Linked DNA regions of Lactuca sativa: region 2 is linked to region 1. The links are chromatin contacts, called in public Hi-C maps. All regions are on one chromosome and are shown on one strand. Each heading gives the region's core, a stretch centred on a gene start, on an enhancer-like site or on the middle of the called end of the contact. The rest is flanking DNA. Distances are from core to core; before and after follow the strand shown.

The links. Hi-C and Micro-C count contacts between places; a contact is called where the count stands out from the background.
Region 2: a contact with region 1 is called in a Hi-C map of leaf, with 2.3 times the contacts expected there. The contact joins the promoter of LOC111879667 here to the promoter of LOC111879646 in region 1. A contact is called at or near these places in 2 of 4 Hi-C or Micro-C datasets (both in leaf).

The regions. Positions count from the first base shown.
Region 1 is chr6:191,725,050-191,730,952 of Lsat_Salinas_v11, reverse strand. It overlaps LOC111879646 (aquaporin SIP1-1), which reads right to left and starts at 3,184. Exons shown (of 3, transcript XM_023876106.2): 1 at 2,933-3,184; 2 at 2,457-2,729. The coding sequence starts at 3,091.
Region 2 is chr6:192,267,812-192,273,224 of Lsat_Salinas_v11, reverse strand. It overlaps LOC111879667 (amino acid permease 3), which reads right to left and starts at 2,812. Exons shown (of 7, transcript XM_042895985.2): 1 at 2,662-2,812.

The DNA.
Region 1 (5,903 bases), core at 1,935-4,434:
TTTGGCATAATTTGCGAAATAGTCATAGATTATTATTGTTTTACGAAAAAAATCTTAAAAACAGTAAAAGATTGCATTCTGGCACTTTTTTCCCGTTTCAGCCGGTACCAAATTAATTTGAGACTATTTCGTAAACCGGTCCAAAATATTTGGACTATTTAGCAAAGTGAGCCAAAATACTAAAACTAGTCTGTAAAAACCTTTATTTTTATTTTTATTATTAATTTTATTATTTTATTGAAAACTCAAACAAATATATTATTTTTAAATTTGTTATTATTAATATTATTAAATAAATACGTATAAATATTATATATATATATATATATGTGTATTTATACATAAAAAATACGTATAAGTATAATATATACATATAAAACATGTATTTATATACTTTTATACCTTAAAAACGTATTTAAAATTCTTTTTTCATTGAAATGTATTTATGCATTATTAAGAAAAGAACTGAATTATGATAGAGTATATATATATATATATATATATATATATATATATATATATATATATATATATATATATATATATATATACACAACGAACAGACTAGGTCATGCTTAAGTATGTTGGACTAGAAATGTATGGTAGATAGACAACCATACCCACCATGCCTAAGTATGGTGGACAGACAGCCATACTAAGACTGCTTAACTATGGTGGACAGACGAGTATACTCAACATGCGTAGCCGACACGATCTATACAAAAGATTTGATCAAATAAAGTAACTAAAAGTATGTCTCTTTAGTAAAGAGAATATCGGAGATCGATCTTCAAAACACTTAAGGTCAGGAGTGTCTTCACATCAATCTTCATCACCATCTTCACACAAACCCACATAATCTCTATATCATCAAAAACTTATCTTTACATGCATGTATTCATATTGATTCCAAAAGAAAAATCTATGAATACATGCATGTAAAGATAAGTTTTTGATGATACGAAAACTATGTGGGCTTATGTGAAGATGATACGAAAATTATGTCGTTTTTCCATTACACTTAGGCATGCTAAGAATGTTCGTCTATCAACCATACATTTCTAGTCCACCATACTTAAGCATGACTTGGTATGTTCGTTATACTGATATATTATTTCATCATCCAATTCTTTTCTTAACAACGTATAAATACATTTAAATAACAAAGAACTTTAAAAATATTTAAAGATATAAAAATATATAAATAAATTTCTCATATATATATATATATATATATATATATATATATATATATATATATATATATGCTTAGGTTATTCTATTTAAACTAATTATTGTGTTATTGTATACATAACTGTGGGCCAATCATTTTATTTATTTTTGGATAGTGAATAATACATATTATTCAATTAAATATAATTAAAAAATACCTTCTGTTTTTATTCTAAGGGTACTTTAGTCAATTAACATAAGTTTAAAAAATGAAAATTGCATATTTTAAAGAAAATGGATTCTATTAATTTTTAAATCTGATTGTATGTATGATAATTCTCCTAATTCGAAAATTCTGACGAAATATTTTTATCAACATATTAAAAAATAATAAATATGATTAAACCATACAAGAATACACATTCTGACATAATATATATTTTGATTTAATAAACTTCTTGAAGAATAGCAAAATTTTGGATACAAGTTAAAAAAAAAATTCATTACATTTTTAGAAAAAGAAAAATCAAAATTATATACTATTTTATGAGAATGTTACACTTATTAATAACAAAAAGAACACAATATATAAATCATTCTTCCAGAATATACTATTACATTTATTTTTTTCATTATATTGTATATTATTCTGGTAGAATAATCCCTTCTTTTTGGAAGATTTGTGGTCATTGTTTATCTTCATTCCATACAATGTTCATATTCACAATTTTATTCTGGCAGAATCAGAATTCAAGATTCTATTCCAGTAGAATGTTGTAAGCTTCATATGTACCATATTTTGCTTTGATATCTCTCGTTTCGTACCTACAAAAATAATAGTATTCAACACTTGATCATTAAAAATAATGGTAATCAACACTAATAAAACAATATAACAAATGTAAATTAATTTTCAATTTTTTTAAAAAAAGTGAAGGAAGAGAGTTGTTCACTTTGTTGCATCCCCCCTAATCCGAAGCTTGATGATCACTACATTATTTACAAAAAGTAACAATAAGAAAAAAAAATGTCCAGAATCACATTCCATTCCGTTGTAATGCTCAATTCCATTCCCTCGTTGATTACTGCATACCAAAGGATTACATACCTATAAATATATTTTGCGGGCAGCTTCAAATCATAGTTATGTATGAATTCTTCTTTTTTTCATGTTGCAATCCAAAATACAAGTGGTGAAAAGAATTATAAATCTTGCCAAAGATCAGATATGGGGATCAAGGAACTCGGTTAACTATAAACTGAAAGAGTTTTGTAATACTTACATTTACAGGATTCATTGAAGGACCTGTGTAGCTTGAACCAACAAGAATCACCACCATAGTTGCCATGGAAAGCATCCAATTATTCAAGAACAAGCTGTTAGGACCCTTGATGATGATCAAGAGAACAACAAAAGTGATAACGAAAGTCAAAACTCCTTCACCAATGGCTCCAGCATGCAAATCTACTTTTAGAGTAGGTCCTTCTAGCAGATGTTTGTACTCTAATGGCATCAACTCCAAAAGAGGCATCACACCACCAGCTGCACCAATCGTCTGTCAACAATTCAGAAACCAAACACTTTTTTTACATGTTTAACACCAATAATCAACAAATACTTATCCAATTTTGCACTATTCATAGTTGAATGTAACGATCTGTTTTCGTAATTTCAACTATAACCTAACAATTTAGGGAATTGGAAACACTTAATTCGTCAAAAATCACGACTATGAAAATTAATTTTTGGTTAAATTACCTGAGCAGGAAAGCAAACGGCGGTGGACATGAGTGTATCATCGTCGCCACCAGTACCGGCGATACTAAACGCAATTATACCGATCGCATTGAAGCTAGCGCCACCGAAGGCATCGGCAATCAATCCAAACATGATGGAAGCCAGCCCTCCGGCACCCATCGAAATAAGAATAGAAGAGAAGACAGTGAGAAAACTGAAGGTTTACTGCCGCATGCGCCCTGTTGTGTTGTGCTGCGTCTGCTGACTACTGGTGTCGACGCCGCCTCTTCGAAGTCATCCAACACCGGTAATTGAATGAGGCGGTAATCGATGAAGGTGTATATAAGAAAAGAAATTAGGTTAAAACTGAATGCTAGGGTGATTACAAGGATTATTTGTGGAAGCTATTAATCAAATTACTAAAATACCCTTGTTTATTTATTTAATTATTTAAATATTTATTTAATTTTGATAGGCCCACAGTTATGTATACAATAACACAATACTTAGTTTAAACACCTGAACCTATATATATATATATATATATATATATATATATATATTGAAGGCAGTACAGGTTTAAAATATTAAAACATGCATATCGCATTCGTTTAAAGTCGGATTGACATACGGTTTTTTCCAGACTGTAATTTAGAGTTTATACATGATTTTAGACTATAATTTGGTCAATTTTGAGTTTATATTGTAACATCCCGACTCACAGATATTTCTTTTATTTATTATTGGGATTTCATGAGTGACTCGACGAGTTATGAGTCTAACTCGTCGAGTAGAGTTCGATTTGGTCACGTGGGTTAACGATCGACTCGGCGATTCAGAGAGCTGAATCGCCGAGTTGACGCTATGTGAGGAAACCCTAAATTCTCGGGAGACCTATTTAAAGGAACTTATGTCCTCATTTTCGCCTCACCAGCTACCCAACTCCCCTATGTGAAACCCTAATCGGCCATTGAGCTAAGAGAGAGTGTTTGAGCTAATATTTAAGTGTTTTGGTGTATCATTGGAAGGAAACAAGTGAGATTCAAGCAAAGAACGAGGAAAGGCTGGGAGATCCAGTATTCATTCACTTGAGCTCCTGTTGGAAGGTAAAAGTCATCACCATGCTCATCATGTTGATTAGATCTTGTTAATGAGGAACTTTTTTTTTGGGAAGGGGGGGTTCCATATTTTTCCTTGAGATTTGGTATGACTTGTGCTTGCCAAGCATTGAGACATCAGATCTGGACCTTGTGAGGTCCATATAGTCCAAAGGTCCCAACATTCTTCAGCCATAAAAGAGTTATTGTGCTTAAGCACCCTAGTTAGAGCTTGTATTGGCATTATGGAGCAAATATGACATACATGAGCGTAAACATCGAAGTTTTACGTGACATTCGACCCTTGGGAGGATAGATCTAGATTTTGGAGTGGTAGATCTGCCTTAAAACGTCTGAATAAGAATATGACTTGAAGGACTCGGCGAGTCAAAGAGCTGACTCGACGAGTCGGATAGGGTTTTCCCTGGTGAGTTTGGACATGGGTGACTCGGCGAGTTGATGAGACAACTCGACGAGTTGAGTTGGGTTTTCGCGATGTTGTGAGGAACAATGGGGACTTGGCGAGTCACATACATGCACTCGACGAGTCAGGTCAACATGGACTATTGACTTGAATATTGATTTATGTTGACTTTAGGGTTGGTCAGGACAGGGATGATGGGGACAATGGAGGGGTAAAATGGTCTTTTACTCATCCCAAGAGTTAGATAGAGAGAATAACATTTGGTTTATTTAGAGTGTGAATAGAGTATTAATTAGAGATAATTATCCTATGTGTTAGGCGGAGGCTAGTTCGAGATTTGTGTACGAGGTTATTACTTGCTTCCTTACGAGGTGAGTCTTCTCACTATACTCACCATGAGTGGTATCTTTGTGCAACTGAGGTGCCTAATGTTCTTACTTGTGTATTGTGATATGTTGCATTATGTCTTGTGATTTATGTTGAGTATTATTATTATGATCTTACTGAGTTAGGATCGGAGGGTCAACCCGAGTTGTGGGACCGGAGGGTCTCCACTGAGACACATTGACCGGAGGGTCGTATTAAGTTAGCCTCGAGTGGCTAATGTGATGTGTGTGGTATTTTGGGGAACTCACTAAGCTTCGTGTTACCGTGTTATATGTTATGTGTTTCAGGTACCTCTTAGGATCACAGGAAGGCACCGACTTAATTCTACACACTTATACGTGATTTTGTGGATGATTCTAGGATAGTGACATTTTTATATGGACTGTGTTAAACACTTGAGACAATTATGTTTTTGAGAAATATTATTAGTTGAGCTGTATCAGACGCTAAATGGGGAAGATAACTCAAAGTTTCAATTTTGATCCCTGTTATTTTCACAGCTTGGCAGTTTTGGTCCATTTCCAGAAATTGTTACAAATAAAGGGGAGTATGATGCAGAATTATTAATTAGTCCCATGTCTTTCAGCAAAGTGACAATTTCAACCCTCATTTCGAAAAGTTTGCAAATGTAAGGGTTGGTGAACAGTTTTAGATTTTTTAATGTGCATATTTTTTCGTGAACATAAAATTATGGATTCCATCAAGTCTTAGCGGTTCGGAAAGTCGTTTTTCGCGATAACGTCAAATTTTTTCGACTCTTTCAGATTTCAAATTTAAATGTTTATTTCATTTTGTTGCAGGGGAGCATAGTATTTGTTTATCCATTCAAGATCATTCTCATGACCATTTGAAGGCTTTATAATCACAATTTTTACTTTAAATCGGGGGAGAATTTTGTATGGCCGTTCGAAATTGGATTGTGACTTTTCAAATTTGAAGATTTTTTATGAAACTTTTGGTAGTAATATGAAGGTAGATTTTATAGAAGAAGTTCTTCATCGATCTCATCTAAAGCTTTTACAGAAGTAGTTCTTCATCGAGCTCGTCTAAAACCTTGATATTTCTCTGACTTCTAGTATTTTCT
Region 2 (5,413 bases), core at 1,563-4,062, 540 kb before region 1:
TCCTAATATGCACCATTAAATTTTAGTCCAAACTAAGATGATTCTTGTAAATATTTGAAGTTAACATCTACCTAATTCAATTATTTAGAGTTGAAATAAAACTATTTCCAAATCTGATAAAAGTATATTTTTCAATTTGTGCATATAAGTCGATCTATGCACGAATATATTTGTGATTGCTTATAGCTATACGTTTAAAGAAATTATAAAATTTCAATATACGTTTTATTTTATTTATTTATTTTGGTTGGAGATAGTTGTATAACAATTGAATCCATAGCAGCGTAATGGATTACATGATACAATTTTATTGTCATCTTTAAGTACTTTGTTGATACTAAATAATTACTAATTTTATATTTTTAGATGAAAAACAAACATATAAAATATAATTAAATAATAATGAAAGAGATCTCATTTAAGACTGTATTTGGTATGTCACAGTTAGCTGATAAGTTAGTTTTATTTATTTATTTATTTATTAAAATGTTGATGTGTTTGGGGAAATTTAAAAATAGCTTAAAAACTAGCTTTTTGAAAAGTTATTTAGAATAATTTTTTAGGAGTTTTTTTATTTTTTTAATTTTTAATTTTTTTAATTTTCAAATATACCCATAATTAATTATAAAAACAATTAGTTTGTTTAACAAACTTATTTTTTATCAGTTAACTTTTCAGTTATTAACTAATTTTTTATTTAACAGTTAGTTTTTCAGCTATTAACTAGTTTTTTATTTAACAATTAGTTTTTCAGCTATTAACTAGTTTTTTATTTAACAGTTAGTTTTTCACCTAGTACGTCAAACATAAATATTAGTATAACTTATAACTCTTTGACAATATTTTCCACAAAATAAATATTTATTAAATGGCATTTAATGTATATTAACTAACGAACTTTATTTCTCAATTAAAAAATAAAACGTAATAATAGCTCATATCAATCTAAATATGATTTGTAGTTTTTTATTTTAAAGATAAAACTGTGATTCAATTTTACAATCGTAAAATTGTAAACAAATGAAGCCATTAAAGATTAAATAAATAATAGTACGTTATACTATAGTTGTTGACTCAACTCAATGAGACAACGAATAAAAAAGCATTTTTCAAGTGACTGAAAATTAAGAAAAGAAAATAATTATATTCCTTAAAAATGATCAACTTCATTAATAAGATAAATAAAAAAAACTTTATAAATTCCAAATAAACAAAGCATCCATTTCTTTCCATTTCCATATACCAAATGGTGCCTAATAATGTTTGACACATTGTTTGTTGCTTTGTTTTTAAATATTATACCAAATATAACAAAATAATCAAATAAAGGCCATAAGTGTAATCAATATTTATCCATTCTTTTTTTCTTTTATGTGTTTTGGAAATTAAATGTGTTCCAAAATTATATCTTAAATTTGAATGCCCATAAATTCTATATTTCAGTAATATGAACTTCTATATTTCAGTAATATGAACTTTCAAAATTATAATTACGAAAATAATATATTTATAAGATAAAAAAATATATAAAGTTTTATATAAAAATGTGTCATGTATGACGTCGGAATGAAACTATTATTATACCGAGAGTTACGTAATAGATATATTGATTGAATATCAAATTAAATAACTTTAGTTAATTATAATAAAAAATAGTTAAAAAATATTAATTCTACTATATAACAATTCTAAAATCAATAATAAACAAAGATGTAAAATAAAATAGTAATTAATAAGTATGTAAAGAAAACTAAATATTTTAAAAATGATTTTGTAAAAAAACAATTGTAAAAAAATAATAAAAAAGTATTTCTTAGAAAAGTAATTTTAAATTTATATATAAAAAAAAACTTATAAAATGAATTTCACAAAAATCTTAAATAAAAAATGGAGAAAAAAAATTGGTTCGTTAAAAAAAAGTTGTAAGAACGTTTTTTGTTATTAAAAAGTAAGGTTTAAACTTTAAAGTTAGAAAAGAAATACTTTTCTAAGAAAATAGGCTTTGAGAACATATAAAAACAAAATTGGACCAAAAATTGAAAAAAATATAGATTAAAATTTGAACCAAATTCGTAAATCAAGTTATGGGACGATTTGGATTTGGTGGCTGATTTGGATAAGATTGGTCGAAGTGGCTCGAAAAGAGGTCATCTAGGTTTATGACCCGTATTTAAAAAGAAATGACTCAAACCTTGCACCACAAAAATGTTTCACTTGAGTCAATTTTATTTTTTTCTTTAAAATATTAAGGTTGTTAGAAAGGACAAAATAAAAGAAAAGTTTTTGAAAAAGAGATTTGTCATATCATATTTGAAGTTAATTAAGGGTGCTGCTAATCATTAGAAAATGTCATATTTAATGGTTTTCCACTCATTAGTTTTACTACCAACATGAGTATTTAGATAATAATTTCCTAAAACATGGAAGTTTATTGTCAAACTTCAAACGAAATTCCAATTACAGAATTTCATCATCAACCGTTAAGACAAATAATATGGAAAAATAAAATGATCATATAGCACATAATGAACGTGAATAATGAAATCGGCTCTACGTTAGGGATAGATGAAGTTATGTCTACATCTTAAATATGATTAACATGTGATTTTGTATATAACCATATGAAATAAAATCAAAATAATCTGAAAAGAAGATACATACCTTGAATTTGGTAGGCTACTTGCAAAGGGAAACACAAGGATGGGAGCAAGAGAGCAAAACACTCAAATGCACCTCAACACTAATGTGTGTTTCACAAATGTTATCTACCCTTCAGCCGCTATAAATACTAATCTTGAGAATCCAATATAGACTACTATGCATTTTTATAACCTAAAAAGGGTTATGTTTGTGGAATTTAGACATAAACCCACTTTATATATATTTTAGAACATTTTGAAACTTTATCTGGTAGATATAAAAACAATTATCTCAACCTTTTATCCATTTATGATATTCTTTAGGAGTTTAGGTGATGGCATAATTTTGAGATTTGTACATTACCATTTTAAAATAATTAAGGCAGAAGGTATCTATTAGGACATCTTAAAAAAAACCTAAAAAATTTAAATAAACTCCATCATCAATTCAATCTCATCAATCTTTTTGATCATTAATTTTTTTTCTTTACTTTAATAAAATTAATATAGCTTATTTATAAAGGGAAAACTCTATAAAAGTTCTTATGTTTTGACATCATAGTCGATTTAGTCTTTATATATATATTTTTTTTTATTAAATTAAGTCTCAAAATCTGAAAATGTATTCAATTTGACATTCTTATCAGGTAATCACAATTTTAAAAATTATACTTTTGGCCCATAATTTAAATTTTATTACAAATTTGGTAAAAATTTTATACTTTTAGGCAAGATTTCAAAATTTTGTTATGATTTCATCATAAACAAAGGTTTTTACATTTTTCTCAAGAAAAAAAATCAAATATGTTTTGTTTGTTATATAAAATCATATTTATACAAAAAACCATATTTTTCACATAAAAAACCTTATTTTTCTATATATTAAAAAAACCTTTTGTATGCAAAATACATATAAATTTTTTTTTAAATATTTTTGTATGCAAAATATCTATTTATAAAAGTATTTTTTTTTATTTTAAATACCTATTTTTAAAAAACATAGTTATGTGAAAATGCATGAACTACACTTATGTAAAATACGTTATTATACCAATATATACCTTAAAAACCTTTTATAAAAATATGTATTTATTAAATACATAAAAAACATTATGTATGCATATAAATACATAAATATATACAAATATATTTTTATAAAAACAAATGTATACAAACACGTATCTTATAAAAATATGTAACAAAAAACCTATTTTATAATAAATGCATTTGTATACAAACACGTTTTCATAAAAAAAAATGTATAAAAAATGTATTTTATAAAAATGAATACAAACACGTTTTTAGAAAGAAAAAAAAAGTATAAAAAAAACTTATTTCAAAGTAAACGTATTTGTATATATTTATGTATACAAACACGTTTTTATAAAAACACGTTTTACACACACACACACACACACACACACACACACACACACACATATATATATATATATATATATATATATATATATATATATATATATAACACCCAGAAGTCAGAAGGCTAATTAAGGAATGATAATAAGCAAACTGGAGGTCTACTCATCGAGTCCATGGGGAATAACTCGACGAGTAGGAACTTGTTTTTGGACGCGGGTAGAGAGACCTACTCGACGAGTTTGGGAGGTCCAAATCGGCGAGTTGGTCTGGGTTTAGGAAAACCGTAGACTCGGAGTTTTGCACCCTATTTAAGCATCTTAATCTTCACTTCAGGGCCTCATTTCCAGCCTCCATTATCCAAACCCTAGATCTCGAAGCCCTAATGCTTGTGATCCATTTATGAGTGAACCTTGTGTGATTTGAAGGTTGTAGAAGAAGAATAAGCTTGAGGAATCCAAGAGGAGATTGTAGATCCAGAAGCAACATCTTATCATCATCCTTTTCTGGTAGTAAAGCCTCTAACTTGCCTAGTAATCTCTTAGATCTCCTTATGTTCACTTTATGAGGGTTTTGGTACAAGAAGCTTAGCCCTTGGGGAATAAACATCCTAAGAGACTTTTCTTTCAGATATGGGATCTAGAAGGGGTTCCATGGCATAAAGGTACACACTTTATGGCCATGGGAGCCCCATGCAAGCTTTAAAGTGTTGTTATGGCCTTTTAATCCCCAAAAGGCCATGCATGGAAGGAAAGCCTAAGACTTTACGGTCCAAATAAGGTTTAAGGTCTAGATCTATGTTATTATGGTTTAGCTCAGAGTATTATGGCGTTTTGGACAAGATCTATGTCCTAAAGAACTAAGGTTTTAGCTAAACCCATTAAGAAGGACTAGTAGCAGGTAAAGTTGGTAACTTTACCCTAGAGAAGGCATTTTCTATATGTAGAAGAAGTATGGAGTTTTAATATGGAGAATATGGGCTTAATCTGTTAAGTTGGCCCAAACAGACTTTGGGACTCGTCGAGTCCACAGAGGACTCGACGAGTTGAATCGTGTTGCCCTGGTTTCAGTTAGGGTAGAACTCGACGAGCTTGTGAAGGGACTCGACGAGTTGATTCGACAAATCATGACTATGAGTAGCTAGAGAACTCGACGAGTCAGGAAGGTGACTCGACGAGTTGGATCGCGAGTTCAGGGTTCTGATTTATAGAACTCGGCGAGTTGATGGAACAATTCGGCAAGTTGAGTCAACTCCGAGTGTTGACTTTAACTTTGACAAGTGTTGACTTTGACTTTGACCAGGGGTAAAATGGTTATTTTAACCTAAGAAGGATTATCAGTTCTTGACTAAGTATTATGTTGGTAATGATAGCTCGGGGAGTCGAGTGATCAGCAGT